Regions from separate parts of the Sus scrofa genome. Here regions 1, 2 and 3 are each linked to region 4. Evidence: chromatin contacts called from public HiChIP or PLAC-seq and promoter capture Hi-C data. All regions are on one chromosome and are shown on one strand. The core of a region is the stretch at or near the end of the contact, and the rest is flanking DNA. Distances in the headings are between cores, read along the strand shown.

Region 1 (2,700 bases), core at 98-2,597, 150 kb before region 4:
CAGAACTCTGGAGCTGGAAGAGCTCATGGAGTACCCTCCTTTTGCAGGAGACTGAGGAACACAAGAGACATGGCTTTTTCCTACCATGGAATAAACCAGTAGAGAGCTAGGTTTAAAGGGATTCAGCACTGTAAACCCCAATTATCTCTGGGAGTAGAGAATCAGGAAATCATTTAGGTTTGAAAAGACTCCAAGCAGATCTTCCTGTGGGCTGATGCATCTTAATCAACATGACACACAAGCGACCAATATTAACTGAACATCTGTTCCATGCAGAAGGTGGCCAGGCACCATGCGTGCTCTATAGTTTTATGACCCCGGCCCCAATTCTCCAAGCTAAGAATTATTAGACAGGTGTTCCAGATGGGGAAAACAGGCTGGAAAAAGTTAAATAACTTGTTCAAGGCCACAAGATTAGATAGTAACACAGCTGGGCTTCAAGTCAAGAGCTGTTGACTCTTACGGGGAAGAGGATGGAGGACCGTCTACAATGGACTGGGAAGCCAGGGATGCTTTACCTTCTTGGCCGAAGAACTGGCAAAGTCTTACAAATAACAATAGTTAATGCTAACGGGGCACTTAAAGACTGTCCTGCACCGTACTGCACCCTCCACGTGGGTTACCTAACCTAGTTTAAGTCTCCCATCAGTATTATGAGGTAGGTACACTCCTAACCACTACCTCCAAGGGACAATACTAAGACACGGTTAGGTTAACCAACTGGCTCTAAGGCACACATCGAGCCGCTGCCGAACAGAGCAGTCAAAACTAGGTCTCGCAGGCTTAAGAACATCAAGTTAGGTCGCAGTAGGCAGGCCTGGCTAGCCCGGAGCCCACGTTTTATGCGCGAGGCAGGCGGGCCCGGCACCGGCGCGGGACGCGGTGACTCAGTCTCCGGCGAGCCTGAAAGCGGGAGGACCTCCAGACCCCCCAGGCCAGAAGAGCGCTCTAGATCGGCCTTCCGCGTCGGCGAGGACCCAGAGCCTCCAAGTTCCCTCGGACCCCCGAGGGAGTGGCTCGAGGCCCCCACAGTCCTCAGTTTCCCCAGTGGGACAATTGGGCGTCGAGGCCCAGGCCTGGCCCTCAGTCGGCGCGGACGTCCTCTCTCTGCGCCGCTGGCCGAGAGGCCCGCGGGCTGAGTGGACAGCGGGAGCCTGACTCGGGCAGCTCCACTAGGCCCTCCGGCCACGCGCGCCCGCCCCTCACCTCCTTTAGGCATCTCGGCTCCGGCGGCTGCGGCGGCGGCGCCTCGAACTGACACCGGAACCGGAAATGCCTCGGGCTCGACTTCTTCCGCCCGGCCAGTTCCCCCCCCCACCCCGCCCTCCCTTCACGCCCCGCCGCCGCCGCGAGGACCGGGGACCTCAGGGAGGCCAGACTGTCCCACGCGCCGCCTGAGCCGGGGCTCGCCCGCCCGCTGCCGGGCAACAGAGCTCGTAGTCCCTCTACCCCCGGCCAGGGGAGGCGCGTGAGCCTGCCAGTCACCCCCGGGAAGCGAGGGCAAAAGGAAAGAGCGGCTCTGGAATTCTATACAGGCAGAGATGCGGACACCTAAGAAAACAGCGCAATCTCCACGCCTGTTGGGGCGGGGCTCTGCGAGGACCTCATCCTGAAGTGATCGCCTGGGAAGCCGAGGCGTTGGTTAAAGAAGGGGTAGCCGACGGCGACGGAGGTTTTGGTGTGTGTTTTTACTCTGTTCTCGGGTGTCTTGGTAGCGGCTGGGGCCGGGGATCGGAGGTCTGCGTTGGCCCAGAGAGCGATCTAAACAGCTGAACTGGGATGGGTTCGGGCCTCTGGACCAAGCGGTCGACGTGAGTTCCCGAGAAGAGGCGGCTCCTTGCTGGTTTGGCCGGAAGGATGGGAGGTTTGGGGGTTCTCTTTTAGGCTTTTTTCCCTTTTTTTCCCCATGCTTTCCGCCGAGAACGTTTTTTTTTAAATATTGCTTATTTTTGTAAGCCCGATTCAGAAGCTGTCGTCTTTCTGAGCCTTTCTTAACTACCCGGGCTGTAAGGTCTTCCTCCCTTCCTCTGAACGCCTTTCCGCTCGTCGCCTCTCCCGAGCGCTACCACCTCTTTACCGCCCCACACCTGCTGCTTCTTGCTCTAGTTACCTCTTATTTGTTGCCTCCCCTGGGAGGCCTCCTCTGACTCCCAGGCTGGACCAGGCCCTCAAATCTCCTGGGTCACAGCAAAGCGGTCATTCCTCTGTGTTTGTCCTCCCAGCCGGTGCGCGTTGGGACACGGACCAGATTCCATCCATCTCTAGCTTCCGAGCGGGGAGACCAGTACAGAGACCTCTGATCTGAGAGTCAGGAGCCCCTGACAGAGTCAGACTCTGCTAGTTCTCAGGCCTGTGCGATCCTGAGTTTTCCTCTTGTTAATCGGTCCTCATCTGTAAGGTTGTTTCTGAGAATTCTTGAAAGGACGGGGGGCGGGGCTTTGTGAACTTGTCAGGCCTACAAGTAACTGAACGAATTTGGGAGAGGGGAGTCTGGTATGCTTAAAAATAAAAGATAACTAACCTGAGTTTTCTTTGCCAGCCAAGAGATGCTATGTGGTTTGATAATGATTTCCTATGTAAGATTTGGAGTGGTCCATTGTATGGGCTTTACATGACTTGCCTTTCTGTAGTATGCTTGTTGGGTTCAAAAGAGACCTTGGCAATCCCGATGATACACCTCCCTCGTTTTACAGACAAGAG
Region 2 (2,700 bases), core at 97-2,596, 230 kb after region 4:
TGGTTTTTACATCGTCCATGGTTCTCTGCCAAACAGATGCAAAACTTGGTTCAGAGGGAGACTAATGAGCTGGATGAATTTCTCTCCCATCAGGTGTATGGCAGTGTCTCCCAGGTGACACCCAACTTCTAGCTGTCTATAGGACTCCTCCTACCAGCTGCATTAAAGAAAAATCCCTACTGGTCAAAGAGTGGGGCATCCAATCTGATGCCCTTTGCCCTGGATGAAAATATCATGCCAACATTTTTGAGACCTTTGTGCTGTATGAGCTACATCTCGGTGGATAAGGAGGTTGGGGTCCACTTGGCCATTGGGTTTCTTTCCTGCGTCACACCCTTCACACCCATTGTTTGAGAAGTGGTGGTCTTCCTATAGAGAGAGGTCCTTTCTTGTTTCACTTCTGTCTGACTCACTGTCTACTGCAAGACTCTCTCAGTGGGATAGAAATCAGCCCAAATTAATGTTTTTGGTATAGCTATCACCATCTCCTCCAAGTCCTGCATCTCTTTCTGGAGCCCTCTTGTCAATAGAATGCTGATGGATAATCTAGAATGTCCAGTGATGGTGGCCAAGGCCCACCAGGCCCTCTGTTGCATTAACTATCCAGGAATATGGTGTGGTCACCAAAGAGTCACAGGGAAAGGAAACACAGGGGCCCAGATTTCTCATGACGACCAATTCAAGTCTACCAACCTTTCTGATGCCCACCTCTGCTAGGTACCAAGGATGGAAGGGTGACTAATACTCAGACTGTGTCCACAACCTCGATCTGTAAGGGAACAGGTTTGGAAACAAACCAGGGTCCTGGAGGATAATAGAATTGTGCTCAGGCGGATAGGAATTGCCTAGAAGTGGAAGTGGTTATTCCTGGTAAAGGAAGCTGGTTAGGGATGACTCTAAGATAGACTATTCTTTCTGAGCTGAGATTTGAAGAATGAGAAGGTGCCTTATTGGGGAAGGAGGGGTATTTCTAGGCAGCGGAAACTGCATGGGTAAATATTTGTAGATATAGGTTGTCTGGAGGATTTCAAGTATTTTGGAGTGCAGGCAGCTTAAGGGAGACATGGCATTTTATAGGAGATTAATGGCTAGTGGTTTTATTTGAGTTCTGTAACCTTTGGACTTACTGATAACACTTATTGAGTTGTTATTGAATTCGCACAGAATATGAGTTCAAAGGAGGTCAAACTTGACTGTCCATGGTGCTTTGCCAACTATCAAGGGGGGGAGGGCTCCTGCAGGAAGAGCACTGGTGTTTTTTCACTGGCTGCAACCCCAGCTCCACCCACTTCCCAGCATATAAATCTTTCAGCCTCAGCGAGTCATCACTGGGTGTGAAAGCAGCAGGCAAAGCGCAGCACAACCAGCTAAAAGGAAAATCCGAGGAGAGAATCACGAGGACAGTGGCCATGGACCTGATCCCAGGCTTTTCCACAGAGACCTGGGTTCTCCTGGCTACCAGCCTGGTGCTCCTCTATCTGTGAGTAGCCGTCCAGACTTGTCTGCTCTGTAACCTTGGCCTTAGGTGTTAATCAGGTCTCCCTTTCCCTTTACTGATTTGAAGATCAGATTTAATGGAGGGAAGGGTGCTTAAGCTGTGGGTCCACAAACAGCAAAGGGAGTATTATTGATATTATTGACATTGACTCAGTCCCGTGGAAGGAGTAACCAACCTCCTGCCCCCAAGTGCCTATTTTCTGTAGTTGGCAGAGTTTAGTGACATTATTTGCTCCCAGGGAAGATCTTCTGGTGGACCACCCGTTTCCATGGACCAGAATCCACCAGAGGAAGATTTTAACCAATGGGTCCCTGTGCAGTGGGGGTACCCTTCCCTTCCCAAGCTCTGGGGGTCCTGGAGACATGAAGTCAACTGGGTTTTTGTCCCATTGTCTTCACCTTCTGGGTTCTGGGTCTGCTGCCAGAGATGTGTAGAGCAGCTGGCCCCTGTGTCACTCAGGGGTTCCTGGTCCCCTTTCTCCTACCCCAGGTGTCATTCACATAAGGCACCTGGTCACCCAGGGGCTGGAGACATTGCCCGTCTCTTAGACTCAGCTTCCCCCCCCACGCCATGCCCCCTCTTTGGCACTCATCTCTAAGAGTGCCATCCCCCACTCTTTCTATGCACAACTCTCTACCTCCCAAATCAGAAATCTGTAGAACAGAGGAGACTTGGCAGAAATCTGGATATTTTATTCATTTCTTTCACTTTTCCCTCCTATCTCTGGAAGGATTATCATTAACACAGAAACTTATTTTCCCTATGATATGAAATCTGCTCACGACCCATGCAAGTCCCAAACTCCAACTTGTATTATAATTATTTTTTCCCTTTAAGTACAGTACTAGACAAGGAATCACGGTCATCTAACAGTGTGGGATTCTTGACACCACAGAACAGGCTGGGAAAGGGATTACTTTAAAGGAGTGGGTAGGAAAGGCCCATCTCCATGTCACATTTGACTTCTATCTCAATTTCACTGTTATTAGAAAACAGCAAGAAGTCATGATGACATGAACTCTATAAATGTTTTAATTCTTGGAAAGTAACGATAGTGATTCAGGTATGTGCAACACGTTTTCTGTCTCCTGACATTTTAAAATTGATAGCTTTTAATTCATTCTTCATCATAGATTTGTTAATGATATAAGACAATTTCCCACATGTTCTTTCTAAAGGATAAAAGAGGTCTGCTTTCCAGT
Region 3 (2,700 bases), core at 144-2,643, 170 kb after region 4:
TCCGTTGAGGTTTAAGAACGTCAGAGGTTTGGTTTTTATATCGTCCATGGTTCTCTGCCAAACAGATGCAAAACTTGGTTCAGAGGGATACTAATGAGCCAGAGGAATCTCAGGACTTTCAGTCCTTGATTCTCTCCCATCAGGTGTATGGCAGGGGCTCTCAGGTGACACCAGCTTCTCGCTGTCTATTGGCCTCCTCCTACCAGCTGCATTTGAAAATACCCCACCGGTCAAAAAGCAGGAAGCCATCCAATCTGATGCCCTTTGCCCTGGAGAAAACCCTCCTGCCAACTTTTTGGAGACCTTTGTGCTATATTAGCTACATCCCTGGTGGATAACGAGGTTGAAGTCCACTTGGCCACTGGGCCGCTTTTCCTCTGCTGTTATTGAACTGGTGGTTTTCCCACAAAGAGGGGCCATTTTTGTTTTAGACTCTGTCTAACTCTCTGTCGACTGCGGCCCTGTCAGTGGGACAGGAGCCACCCTGAATTGCTACACCACCATCTCCTCCACGCCCTGCCTCTCCCTTGGGGGCCTCCTGTCAACAGAATCCTGATAGATGGTCCTGAATGTGCAGAGATGGTGGCCAAGGCCCATCCAGGATCTCTTGTTGTGTTAACAATCCAGGAAGATGGTGCAGTCACCAAAGAACCACAGGGAAAGAACAGGCAAGGGCCCACCAGTCTCACCTCCACAAACTCAATTCCACCAATCTTTCTGGATGCCTACTCTGTAGAAAGCACTGTGCTAGGTACCAGGGACATAAGGGTGACAAATACCCAGATGTGCCCAAGCTCTCCATCTGTAAGGGAACTAGCTGTGGAAACCAACCATGGTCCTGGTGGATAACAGACATGTGTTCAGGGGGATAGGAATTGTCCTGAAGTGGAAGCAGTTATTCCTGCTCGAGTAGGTTGTTTAGAAATGTCTCTGAGGACAGAATAGTTTTTTTTTGAGCTGGGATTTGAAGAATGAGTAAGTGCCTTATTGGGGAAGTAAGGGTATTTCTAGGCAGAGGAAATGGCATGGGTAAAGATTTATAGACCTAGGTTGCATGGAGGATTTAAAGTATTTTGGAGTGCAGGCAGCTTAAGGGAGACATGACATTTTATAGGAGATTAATGGCTAGTGGTTTTATTTGAGTTCTGTAACCTTTGGACTTACTGATAACACTTATTGAGTTGTTATTGAATTCTCACAGAATATGAGTTCAAAGGAGGTCAAACTTGAGTGTCCATGGTGCTTTGCCAACTCTCAAGGGGGGAGGGCTCCTGCAGGAAAAGCACTGGTGTATTTTCACTGGCTGCAACCCCAGCTCCACCCACTTCCCAGCATATAAATCTTTCAGCCTCAGCGAGTCATCACTGGGTGTGAAAGCAGCAGGCAAAGCACAGCACAACCAGCTAAAAGGAAAATCCGAGGAGAGAATCACGGAGGACAGTGGCCATGGACCTGATCCCAGGCTTTTCCACAGAAACCTGGGTTCTCCTGGCTACCAGCCTGGTGCTCCTCTATCTGTGAGTAGCCGTCCAGACTTGTCTGCTCTGTTCCCTTGGCCTTAGGTGCTAATCAGGTCTCCCTTTCCCTTTACTGATTTGAAGATCAGATTTAATGGAGGGAAGGGTGCTTAAGCTGTGGGTCCACAAACAGCAAAGGGAGTATTATTGATATTATTGACATTGACTCAGTCCCGTGGAAGGAGTAACCAACCTCCTGCCCCCAAGTGCCTATTTTCTGTAGTTGGCAGAGTTTAGTGACATTATTTGCTCCCAGGGAAGATCTTCTGATGGACGACCCGTTTCCATGGACCAGAATCCACCAGAGGAAGATTTTAACCAATGGGTCCCTGTGCAGTGGGGTACCCTCCCCTTCCCAAGCTCTGGGGGTCCTGGAGACATGAAGTCAACCGGGTTTTTGTTCCATTGTCTTCACCTTCTGGGTTCTGGGTCTGCTACCAGAGATGTGTAGAGCAGCTGGGCCCTGTGTCACTCAGGGGTTCCTGGTCCCATTTCTCCTACCCCAGGTGTCATTCACATAAGGCACCTGGTCACCCAGGGGCTGGAGACATTGCCCGTCTCTTAGACTCAGCTTCCCCCCCCACGCCATGCCCCCTCTTTGGCACTCATCTCTAAGGGTGCCATCCTCCCACTCTTTCTATGCCCAACTCTCTAGCCCCCAAATCAGAAATCTGTAGAACAGAGGAGACTTGGCAGAAATCTGGATACTTTATTCATTTCTTTTACCTTTTCTTCCAGTATCTGAGAGAGAGAGATCGTCAACATAGAAATTTATTTTCCCTATGATATGAGATCTGCTAACAACCTACCTACAAAGGCACAAGTGCCAAACTCCAGCTCCTGTTTTTTTTCTGTTTTATTTTTTATTTATTTTTTTCAAGCAGTCTTAATTGTAATCAATTGTTATTTCCCCAATACCTTTTTTTCTACTGTTCAGCATGGTGACCCAGTTACACATACATGTCATATTTAATTATTTTTTCCCTTTAAGCACAGTATAGGACGAAGAATCACTATCGTCTAACAGAGGAATTTTTTTCAGTGGAGGGATTCCTGACATCATGGAGCAGGTTGGGAGAGAAATTCCTCTCAATGAGTGGGTAGGAAAGGCCATCTCCATATCACATTTGACCTCTATCTCAACTTCACTTTCACTAGAAAAGTGTAGGAAATCATGAACTGC
Region 4 (2,777 bases), core at 10-2,509:
GCCTATACCTTTGTGCAGAGACGCTATAGACTAGAGAGATTGTTTCATGGTAGGAAGTTGCTTTAGATGAATGATACCAAGGAGGAAAGAAAGGGAAGGCATATCAGAATATCCCAGAGGCTCGTTTTTTTTTTTTTTTAATCTTTTTCTAGGGTGCACCCATGGCATATGCAGGTTCCCAGGCTAGGGGTCTAATCAGAGCTGTAGCCACTGGCCTAAGCCAGAGCCACAGCAACTGGGATCCAAGCTGCTTCTGCGACCTACACCACAGCTCCCTGCTACGCCCGATTCTTAACCCACTGAGCCAGGCCAGGGATCCAACCCACAACCTCATGGTTCCTAGTCGGATTCGTTTCCACTGAGCCATGACGGGAACTCCAAGGCTCATAGCGTTTAAAAAAAAACATATAGAATGTCACACTTGGTTGTGATTATATTTAATGGAAATGTCAAGTATCATTAAAGGAAAATATCTGATTTGTGAACTTAAACAAAGGAGCAGTATCTACTGTTCCTTCCAAATCACCGTTTTGATTCCTCAGGCGACTTTCCAGTCCCTGGCAGGTCTAGTTGCACCACAGGACATCACATTCTCTAAGGAGCTAGGCAGTCATAATGCCCTAGGGGCTTCGTGTAGCCTTGGCCCTGCCTGTCCACGTGCTCCGTGCTTTATCTAGCCCTGCTTCTTTCTGCACAGCCCAGTCTTTCCAGCAGGAACGCACCTCTCTTGCGATCGGTGTCTTTCTTTCACCCCAATTTGCTCAACGCTCCCACCTTCCCCCAAGAACTGTAGTATGTTCCGATCCTACGATTCTCTGTGGTTCTCCGGCCATCGAAACACCTCCAACCCTCGCTTGAAGCGGCGTGCTTGGTGCCCCTGCGTAAGCTCCCAACCGGCTGACTCACGGACATCGGACCCTAGGGTCCGCCCCCGTGCTCGTCCCCGACACGCACCCAGGCGGAAGGGACCCCACTCCGCGGGGAGGCTCGGGTGTTGGCTGGAGCTGGGCAAGGGCCAGCGGGGGGCGCTTTCCCACGTCCGGGGCTGGCGCGGTCATTACTGGTTTACTGGCTACAGAGTGGGCAGCGGGGTCAGGAGGGCGGTGAGGCCGGCAGAAGACCATGGCAAAGCCTCCCCGACGAGCCGCAGCCGCGCCCGCGCCCCTCATCCGGGGCCCTCCTCCCGCCCGCTCTTCCGGGGCCCTCCTCCCGCGCCCTCATCCGGGGCCCTGCCCCCGGCAGCGGACACCGCCCCCGGAAGTGCCACCGAGAAGCGCCGGCCTCCGAGCGGGCTAGAGCGACCCCCGAAAGGCAAGGCCGGCCCCGCGAGCCAGGGTGTCCGCGACGGGACGGCCGCCTGGCCCGCCCCTCCGCTCGGGTGAGTCCCCGGAAGCCGTTCTGGGGCGGCGGTGGGCCGGCCTCTTACCGAGCCTCCCGGGGAGGAGGAGCAGGAGGAGGCTCCCGTCCCCAGGAGAGCGCGGGGCCGGGCCGCCCGGGCCCGTTACGCTTCGGTCGGGCTTCGCCCCGACGCCTCGCGGGCCGAGGGCCCCGCCGTCAGGACCCGGTGACCGTGCCCTGCTGTGAGCGGGGTGTCTGCGGCCCGCTTCGCCCTTGGGGGCCCGTGTCTTGAGCTGCCCGGGAAGCGGGAGGAGGGCAGCGCCGGCCGAGGCCTTCTGAGGGCCTTTCCCAGGGGGTGGAGGGGGGACGGCACCCTGTCCCTGTCGCGTCCTTGCGTGTGAAGGACAACCTGTCAAACCTGTTTGAGTCGCAGCCCTTCCCCGGTTACTGTCAGGATGGTGGGAAGGGCCTGCCTTCCCGGCCTGGGTTTCCGAAGGGTCCGACCCCCGCGCCCCCACCCCCGGCCCCACCGTGGAATGTGGTTGTTAGGGGTCGAGTCCCTTCCGTAATTCAAAGTGGGCGGACACGTGCTTGCCAGGTAATTGCTCAGGGGCCTGCTTGAAAAACCAGTGACGAATCGTAGCTAGTGTGTCTGTCTCAGCCTGGCGAGAAGTTTGTAAATGCCGAGCATTTTAAATTTCCGCAGAAACCTTTCCACTATGAAATTGTGCCTTCTTGATTAAAAAAAAAAAAAAAAAAAAAAAAAAAAGCCACAGATTCTGAATGAGTGGAGTTCACGTAAACCTGCAGACTCGGACCCTTAAATATTTAAAAATGGGACCTTAAATATTTAAAAATGCAAGATACTCCTTTTTTTTTGTGCTGTTTGGGTTAGGTCAGTCATTATTAACGATTTTTTATTAGGTATCTGCAGTGTGTAAGGTACTTTGCTAAGTCCTGAGGGTGTAGGATGACGGGCTGTTTTCACTTGTCACAGTAATTTCTCCTCCTCTCACCCTGCAGTGATGGTCCTTGTCCTCCAGCACAGGGATGGAGGAACTATCGGCCCAGGAAACAGCAGGATCTCCAAGGGTCCCGTTTCAGCCTTTGGAGGCCTACGCTGAGGGTCTGTCCCCAACACCTCAGTTCGTGCAGGACACCGACATGGAGCAGGGGCTCACTGGGGGTAAGGCCGAGAGAGCACTCGCATCCAGGAGAATGGGAGTGTGGACGGGCTCCTGGGCCGGGTGTCAGAGAGGCAGGGGACTCCCCTGAGAGGATGGCCCCTAGAGGGGAGGTGGGGAAGGGGCGGATGACCTGACTCCATTAAGTCCCCGACCTGGGTCCCTCTGTTGAGGTCAGCCTGTCCTCTTTTAACAGGCAGAATGGTACCCACACACCCTGCTGTGGCTGTTCTCCTTCACACAATCTTTGCTTCA

Evidence for each region. Promoter capture Hi-C pulls out the DNA fragments that hold promoters and counts their contacts. HiChIP or PLAC-seq counts read pairs in DNA pulled down with a chosen protein or histone mark.
Region 1: a contact with region 4 is called in a promoter capture Hi-C map of liver, with 5 times the contacts expected there. The contact joins the promoter of BUD31 here to the promoter of ZNF655 in region 4. A contact is called at or near these places in 1 of 5 promoter capture datasets (liver), 1 of 47 Hi-C or Micro-C datasets (embryonic fibroblasts) and 1 of 2 datasets of contacts at active chromatin or transcription factors (alveolar macrophages).
Region 2: an H3K27ac HiChIP or PLAC-seq map of alveolar macrophages shows a contact between it and region 4. The contact joins the promoter of CYP3A29 here to the promoter of ZNF655 in region 4.
Region 3: a contact with region 4 is called in an H3K27ac HiChIP or PLAC-seq map of alveolar macrophages. The contact joins the promoter of CYP3A46 here to the promoter of ZNF655 in region 4. A contact is called at or near these places in 1 of 5 promoter capture datasets (liver), 1 of 47 Hi-C or Micro-C datasets (skeletal muscle) and 1 of 2 datasets of contacts at active chromatin or transcription factors (alveolar macrophages).

The regions. Positions count from the first base shown.
Region 1 is chr3:6,353,902-6,356,601 of Sscrofa11.1, forward strand. It overlaps BUD31 (protein BUD31 homolog), which reads left to right and starts at 1,348. Exons shown (of 6, transcript XM_003124311.4): 1 at 1,348-1,678; 2 at 2,694-2,700. PDAP1 (28 kDa heat- and acid-stable phosphoprotein) reads right to left here and starts at 1,312. Exons shown (of 6, transcript XM_005661875.3): 1 at 1,207-1,312. The coding sequence starts at 1,219.
Region 2 is chr3:6,737,156-6,739,855 of Sscrofa11.1, forward strand. It overlaps CYP3A29 (cytochrome P450 3A29), which reads left to right and starts at 1,347. Exons shown (of 15, transcript NM_214423.1): 1 at 1,347-1,480. The coding sequence starts at 1,410.
Region 3 is chr3:6,676,518-6,679,217 of Sscrofa11.1, forward strand. It overlaps CYP3A46 (cytochrome P450 3A46), which reads left to right and starts at 1,394. Exons shown (of 16, transcript NM_001134824.1): 1 at 1,394-1,517. The coding sequence starts at 1,447.
Region 4 is chr3:6,503,449-6,506,225 of Sscrofa11.1, forward strand. It overlaps ZNF655 (zinc finger protein 655), which reads left to right and starts at 1,260. Exons shown (of 3, transcript XM_021086134.1): 1 at 1,260-1,378; 2 at 2,362-2,524. The coding sequence starts at 2,389.